Linked DNA regions of Sus scrofa: region 1 is linked to region 2. Evidence: chromatin contacts called from public HiChIP or PLAC-seq data. All regions are on one chromosome and are shown on one strand. Each heading gives the region's core, a stretch centred on a gene start, on an enhancer-like site or on the middle of the called end of the contact. The rest is flanking DNA. Distances are from core to core; before and after follow the strand shown.

What was found. HiChIP or PLAC-seq counts read pairs in DNA pulled down with a chosen protein or histone mark.
Region 1: an H3K27ac HiChIP or PLAC-seq map of skeletal muscle shows a contact between it and region 2, with 3 times the contacts expected there. The contact joins the promoter of WNT9B here to the promoter of NSF in region 2. A contact is called at or near these places in 2 of 47 Hi-C or Micro-C datasets (embryonic fibroblasts and epiblast stem cells) and 1 of 2 datasets of contacts at active chromatin or transcription factors (skeletal muscle).

The regions. Positions count from the first base shown.
Region 1 is chr12:17,707,681-17,711,168 of Sscrofa11.1, forward strand. It overlaps WNT9B (protein Wnt-9b), which reads left to right and starts at 1,366. Exons shown (of 4, transcript XM_021066827.1): 1 at 1,366-1,504. The coding sequence starts at 1,425. The region is part of intron 5 of LOC102167870 (a long non-coding RNA gene); the gene reads right to left.
Region 2 is chr12:17,457,698-17,461,509 of Sscrofa11.1, forward strand. It overlaps NSF (N-ethylmaleimide sensitive factor, vesicle fusing ATPase), which reads left to right and starts at 1,416. Exons shown (of 21, transcript NM_001244560.1): 1 at 1,416-1,449. The coding sequence starts at 1,438.

The DNA.
Region 1 (3,488 bases), core at 116-2,615, 250 kb after region 2:
CACTGAGCCATGACGAGAACTCCTGGCATCACTCTTATCTCTACAGAAAAATCCTGTGAGATATTTGTCATCATCCCCATTTCATATCTGAGTTCATCATTTACTTACTCAGGTCCTGCGCCTTCATCAACAGAACGAGATTTGATAGCGCTGGCAGAGTTGTTAAAGATCATTGATTAGCTAATCACTCTGCTCATTTGACAGGGAAACTGAGCTCAGAAAGTCTCACTGTGGCCAGTGGCTTCCTCTGTTAATATTGCAGCTCCCATCTTCCCACCAGTCTCTCAACCCCTTCGTGTCCACAAAGCCAAGGTCGCTGTCACCTAGTGTTCTGCATGCATGGTTGATTTGGGGGAAACTTTACATGCAGATCTTGGCATTCAGGACAAGTCACAATTTGTTTGCCTGGATTTGACCCCATGTTCAAGACTTTCAAAACCGCAATGAATCTTGCTTGGATGACTTGTATGTTGCTTTCCTAGACCGGTGCCCCCCACTGCATTGATCATGGCACCTTCGCTGCAGGAATTAGGGTTAAACTTTTTAAAAAATTTAGCAAGACAGAGCGTCGTGGCCCCAAACTGGACATTTCCATGCTGTCTGAGGGAAGTTCTAGCATCTGCGCACCTTGGAAAGGAGGTTCCTCCCCCGCCCCGGCTCTGCCTGCCCCACTGACAGGAGAATCTAGGTTTTTGTTCCTTGAACATCACCAAATGCTCACTGAGGGCTCCTCCTTGACAGACAGTGTCCTGTTTAGAAACTGGGCTCCCTTTCCCCCTTCCGCTGAGACCAAGGCACCTCCCAGGACTCCCTTTGCCATTAGACGTGCATTTCTCCTGCTCTGGAAGAGCGGCTCTGCGTCCGCATTCGAAGGCCCGGCCTTCGAAGAGTCGCGGAGCTGGGGCAGAGGGACGCGCACCCGCCCGCGGGAGAGCGGACGAGACACAGCTCCGGGACTCCGAGCGTCTCCCTCCTTCTATGCCCCCCACCCCTTTTTCCTTGTGAGGGGAGGGAATTCTGCGCGTCCCACCACCCGCCCAGGGAGGCAGAAATCCCCCGGTCCCCGCCTCGTACCCCCATCCTCGCCTTCCAGGCCCGAGGGCCTTCGGGTTCAGCCGCCGCGTTCTTCGGCCCGAGCGGCTTCAGGTGAGCTCTCACCTGGGGCGGGTGGGAGGGGAGCTGGGGGGCAGGGCGGGGGCGGACCCGGGGCGGTGGCCCCACCCGCGATGGGGCGGAGCAAGCCGGCGGGGCCAATGAGGCGGGGGGCTCGCCGCCCCGGGACACTGCAAGCGCCACTCCCGCCCCCCAACCGCTCCGCCCCGCCCCACACCACCCGGGTTTAAAGCCCTGCAGGCGGCTGGTGGCGGCGCTGCGAGCACTGAGCAGCGCGAGGAGATGCGACAGGGCGCCGCGTCGCCGGCATCATGCGCCCCCCGCCCGCGCTGGCCCTGGCCGCGCTCTGCCTGCTGGCGCTGCCCGCCGCCGCCGCCGCCGCCTACTTCGGGTCAGTGCCCGCTGCGCCCCGGTTCGCCTGCCTTCCCCTCCTCCCGCTGCAGCACCGCCAACTTTTCCTTCCCGCTGGTGGCCGGGGTGGGATCTCGAACTCAGTCCTTAGCCCCGGTAGCACTGGCCGCACCTCAGGGTCGGAGTTCGCGCCCCGACCGCCTTCTCTGGCTTCCCAGGTTCGGTCCGAGCTCTGATCCCCTACACCTCCGCTCTTCTCCCCTGCCCTGTCCGAGACCTCATCCCGCCCACTCCATCAGGTCTCGGACCCTGGCCCGGTGCAGGCTCCCGGACCCCTGCAGGCGTCTCGGACCTTGTTCCGGTCCAGGCGTCAGTCTCGGGCTCAGATATCCTCTCTGACCCTCACTCGTTGCTCTGTCAGCCCCCATCGTGGGCTCTGTCTAGCCATAGCCCTTGCCAGGGTCTCCCTCCCCACCCTCTGCCTTTGCCCCGCGGAGCAGCGACCTGGCTGGCTGGCTGGGCGGGTGGGTTGTCACCGAGGCCGGGGGAGGGGATCTCGATGGAGGAACCTGCGGACTGTGGGGAGTGTCAGCTGGAGACGCGGAGAGAAACCTCTGTGGGGGAAACCTGACCAAATTTCAGACCTGGCTTTGGGTGAATTCTCAAGAGAATGGTGAAGAGAGTGAGAGGGGAGGTGGTGTATATGACTGGAAAAGGAGGATCAGAGGTGGCGTGACACCTGGGGAGAGAATGAGGTGAAAGCAGGCAGTGTTTGGAGAACAAGTTACAGGGCAATCATCACTCATTCTCTGACCCTGAATTGCAGGGACTTGGGGTGGGCGATGGGGTCATGGGTGTGAAGTCACTTTCCTGACCTCCACCCCACGCTTGCTCCAAGTATGCACAGCCTGTTACTTTAAATCATTTTTTGAAATCTTCAACCTAAGTCAGGGTGAGGTTTACAGTCTAACCCCATCCCGCAAAAGCAAAAAACAAACAAACAAAAAAACAAAAAACAAAAGCCAAACCCCAAAAACATAAACCACCAAGCAAGTGGCTTGCCAGACACTACTCTTGAGGACCTGGCAGGGAGGGGTGAATAAGGGTCTGAGAGGTCCAGGAGAGGCTGGAATAGGGCTGTGTGCTAATTTCCAGGTCATGACCCCTGGTTAAAGCATGCCTTGGCTGTGGGCAATGGCCTCTTCTGAAATGTATAGGGGGTGGGGTAGTGTCAGCCCAGACTAGCTCTGGGCTCAACTTGCTGGTGACCTGGGAAGACCACTCAGTCTCTGCCTCAGTGTCCCGTTTTGTACAAAGAAGGGGCTGAACTTGATATGACTAAGCCTCTCTATTCACTTCAAGAGCACTGTACATACAGGTTGTTCCCAATGATTTTAGGCTTGAAAAGACACTGCTGCTACCTCAGGACACAGGATCGAATGGTTAGGGCACAGAATTTGGGTTCAATCCCTAATCCATCTACTTGCTAGCTGTGTGCTCTTGGCCAAGTCACTTAACCTCTCTGTGCCTCAGTCTCTCATCTGTAAAATGGAGATAATAGTGCTTATTTCCTATGAGGATCATGTGAGTTAGTACTTGCAAAGCACTTAAAACAGGGTCTAGCACATAGTAAATGCTAGTAATTATTAAGAAGACCAGGTACAGTATTTTGATATCCAGCCCCAACTTGAGCCGGACTGTAGAGGACAAATGATGAGCTCGGATACCAGCTCATTGCCACAGTCTTTTCGTTTGCTCGGGTTTGAAGGTTGTGGATGGGGCAAGGGCCAGGTGAGGTGGGAGGAGAGGGGCTCCAGAGGGCTGGGACCACCCGGGCTGGTGTGGTGGGAAGGGAAAAAAAGTATGTGGCAGTACACAGGGCTGGAACTTGAAGGTTGTGAGCAAGAGGGTGGCCTGGGAAATGAAAAGGGATCAGGGGTGGGTTGGGGCTGAGAGGGTTCAAGTGCACATGGGCCACCTCTTCCAAGTCGTGAGATCCCCCTGGACAGAGCTGGCAAAAGTAC
Region 2 (3,812 bases), core at 166-2,665:
TTTTACTCTTTAAATTTGTAATTAATTAATTAATCTTTGCTTTTTAGGGCCGCACCCGCGGCACATGGAAGTTCCCAGGCTAGGGATGGAATTGGAGCTGCAGCTGCCAGCCAACATCACAGAAGTGCTAGATCTGAGCCACATCTGCGACCTATACCACAGTTCACGGCAATGCCAGATCCTTAACCCACTGAGGAGGACCAGGGTTCGAACCCACATCCTCATGGATACTAGTCGGACTCCTTACTGCTGAGCCACAATGGGAACTCCCATTTCTATTTTTCAAATTTTATTTTTATTAAAGTATAGTTGATTTACAGTGTCGTGTCAGTTTCTGCTGCATCCTATCATTTCTTATAGCCTTGTGTAAATATGAAGAGAAATAAAAGATAGTAGGGGCAAACAAGCATTAGGGAGACTATTTGGGAGAAACTTTCTTCTTATAGTGTGTGGTTATTACTATCAGTCGTGAGATCCCAGTGAGGAAATGGTATGGTAGAAGGGAAATACCAAGATTAAAAAAAAGAAAAGAAAAAAGCTGAATTTAGGGCTTCTGTTTTGGTTATACCCATGGCATACAGAAGTTCCCAGGCCAGGAATCGAACCTGAGCCAGGCAGCCACCAGAGCCACAACAGTAACAACCATGATCCTTAACCTGCTGGGCCACAAGGGAACTCCTAAAGGTCATTGGAGGTACCAGTTACCTTTATAAATACATTTAATAATAAAATAATACAATATGCAGAGATAAAGAACTGTCACAATTTACGAATACACGTTAAGAAATATTAATCTTAACCAGAGTTTTCCAGGCTACGCCTAACTTAAATGGGAACGCTGAGGTTGATTATTTAAAGGAGCTAGGAAACAGGTTCCCGTATGTAGAAAATCCTGAATTCACGCAGAACTTGAATTCAGAACCAACCACTCATTCCTGATCTCCCCTAGAGAAGGACTGGTACCCACGCTGGGTGCTCTTATGGACATTTTCATATTTAAATGGGCCTGGAAGCATACAGCTAAAAGGCCAATAAAGGGCAAACTGCAGCTGCAAAGAGGTAAGCAAGGGCTCGGTGTTTAAAAGCATCGAAGTCAATGCTACAAAGTTCGGCGAAAACGGCCAGCTGTCATAAGGCCCGCTGGAGAAAGCCGCCAGCGGACCCTTACTCTCTAGAAAGACAGTCGCAGCCCCGCCACCGCCGCCGCCGCCGCCGCTCGCGTTCAAAATGGCGCCTCCGCCCCCCCCGCGCCCTCGGCGGCTGTCAAGCCTGCGCGCGCCCTGCGAGGCGGGGGCGTCGGGGACGCGGCCAGGCGCGCGCGCGCAGCTTCAAGAAGGCTGCGCGCCTGCGCGAGGGCGGACGGCGGGCGCGCGCGCGGCGGGGGCGGTCTCTGCCGAGTGCCCAGCTGCGGCGGCAGAGCTGGACGCGTCTGCGAAGATGGCGGGCCGGGTGAGTGCCGGCCCGGAGCCGCGGCTCGAGGCGAGGGTGCGGGTTCGCGGGCACCTCGAGGTCCAGACGGCACCAGGGGAAGGGTGTGAGTCTGAGCAGAGGCGGCGTTGGAGGGGCGGCGAGCCAGAGAGGGTGGGATGGGGAAACGGTGGCAGGGGATTAGCCCTGCTCAGAAACTCCAGCCTCTTTAGGAAGCTCGAGGAGAGGTGACCCCCTCGCTACCCGGATCTCCTGGGTCTCCCTTAATTCTCCCTTTCCATCCCTTGGGGTTTGTCCCCCAGCTTCTCAGGGTAGCCGCAGGGTCATGGCAGTCCCAGCCCGTACTAAAGGCTGCGGGGGGTCTCAGCACCCCATTTCGAGGGCTAAATAGGTCCCACCTCTGGAATAACTGCGGGGGATCCGTCTGCTGCATTGAGGCGAGGGCTGTGGCAAGGACCATTAGGAGCCCATTTCTGGTTTTTCACAATGAAAGGACTTGGGAAGGAGGAGGGGGTGCAAATGACTTTTAGTGTTAAACCCGGCCATCTGGGGGACGTGTCACTGCCGGAACAGGCAGCAGTGCCTTTAGCTTGGAGTGGGGATGGATTTGAGGTGTCGCGTTTTGCTTTTATGAATGACAGTCGTTTCGAATACAGCAGGATAGGTTGTAGTTTCAGGCTTTTAAATTTTACTTCCTCCTTTAGCCTCTGAGATCGCGGTGTAGTATGGGTTTGACGAGGGGAGATAGGGTGGTTCTGTGCTGTACTGCAGTGTGCGTGGAGCAAAAACCTCTCTAAGGGATGGATTCTGTCCAGAGATTACACTGGTGGCAAACCAGGGGACATAAACTGCGTCATTAGAGGATAAGCATGTGCTTGACTGATTTATTTCTACTGGTATATTTGAATAAGTTTGCATAGATTATGCATACATGCAGATGTCCTCCCTGAAGGAAATCGCCAGTCAGGAGCTTCTAGAGTGAGAAGAGACTTTAAAGGTCGTTTAATGAGGCCTCTTTCTCTTCTTTTCCCCAGGTTAACAATGGCTACTTCCTCCACCTGTGCTTCAGATTCTGCCTTTTCCCACCTTCCAAGGATCCCCACCTGCTCCCTCTTAACAAACTCAAGCTTTTCCCATCTTAAAACACATCCTTCCTCCATCCACACAGCTGTCACCTTTTCTCTTCCCACTTTACAGCCAGAAATCTTGATAGAGTTGTCTCCATGTATCTGTCTCCCAGTTGCTTACCACCCCCTCATCCCTCAGCCCATTGCACTCTGATTTCTGACCCTCTTCTCTCACTGAAACATGTCCCTAAACTTAATGACATTTTTCATTCCTTGGCTTCCTGACTGTCTCAAGAGCATTTGACATCGTTGACGGTTGCCTCCTTCGTGGTAAACGCTCTTCTCATGGCTTCAGCCTCGCTCCTGTTTTTAGTCAGACCTCTCTTTTGCAGACTCACCCTCCTCTCCTCTGTTATCCAATGCAGATATTCCTCTAGGCTCTCTCCTCACTGTTTCTTCCCCAGGCAATCTGGTCTAAGCCCAGTTTCAAGGGCTGTCTATATGGCAACGATTCTCAAGATTTTACTCCTAGTCCAGACCTATTCTTTAAGTTTCAAATCAATAGGTCAAACTGACTGTTCAAAACCAAGGCACCTCAAACTGAACTTGTTCAAATTCAAACCACTGGTCTTAGCCCACCTAATTAGTACTTTCCCTATTTCAATCAGTGGCTCTACAATACATCTGCTTAAATAGGCTGGAAACCTTGGGAATGGGTCATTCTTAATACATCCCTCACCATATCCTCTGCCTCCAAGTGAAATCCATCACTGAGTTCTGTTCCTCCCCTCCCTCAAAAAAAAGGGGGGGGCTATTAGTAGGGCCATAGAATCTGCCTCGAGCATTGCTGCTTTAAACTATATCCAAATCATCCCTGGACTAGTTACGTGGGTTCTGTCACTGTAACATCCTGAAAATCCCTTCAGTCTGTCCACTTCTCTACAACTTCATTTTCGCCTTTCCCAAACTGCTATCATTTCTGGCTTGGACTCCTGTGGGACCAAGAGGTCCCCTTCTGCCATTCAGCACATTGTTCCCTTCCATGCCCCTTGCTTCTTACACCCTCCACAGTAGCATCTCTTTACTTTTGGGAGATCAGGTCCTTAACTGGGCCTTTAAAATGCTTTGTGGTTCTGCTCCTGCATCTCTACTCACCCGCTTACTCTTTATGCTCAGGTTATATAAGCCTTTCTATTCCTTGAACCTCTTACCGCAAGGTCTTTGCATGTGTGTCCTTTCTTTGTGATGTGATGTTCTGCTCATAATCGTTTACCTCCTAAGCATAGATCACTCAGCTACTCAGGGGAAGCCTGTTCG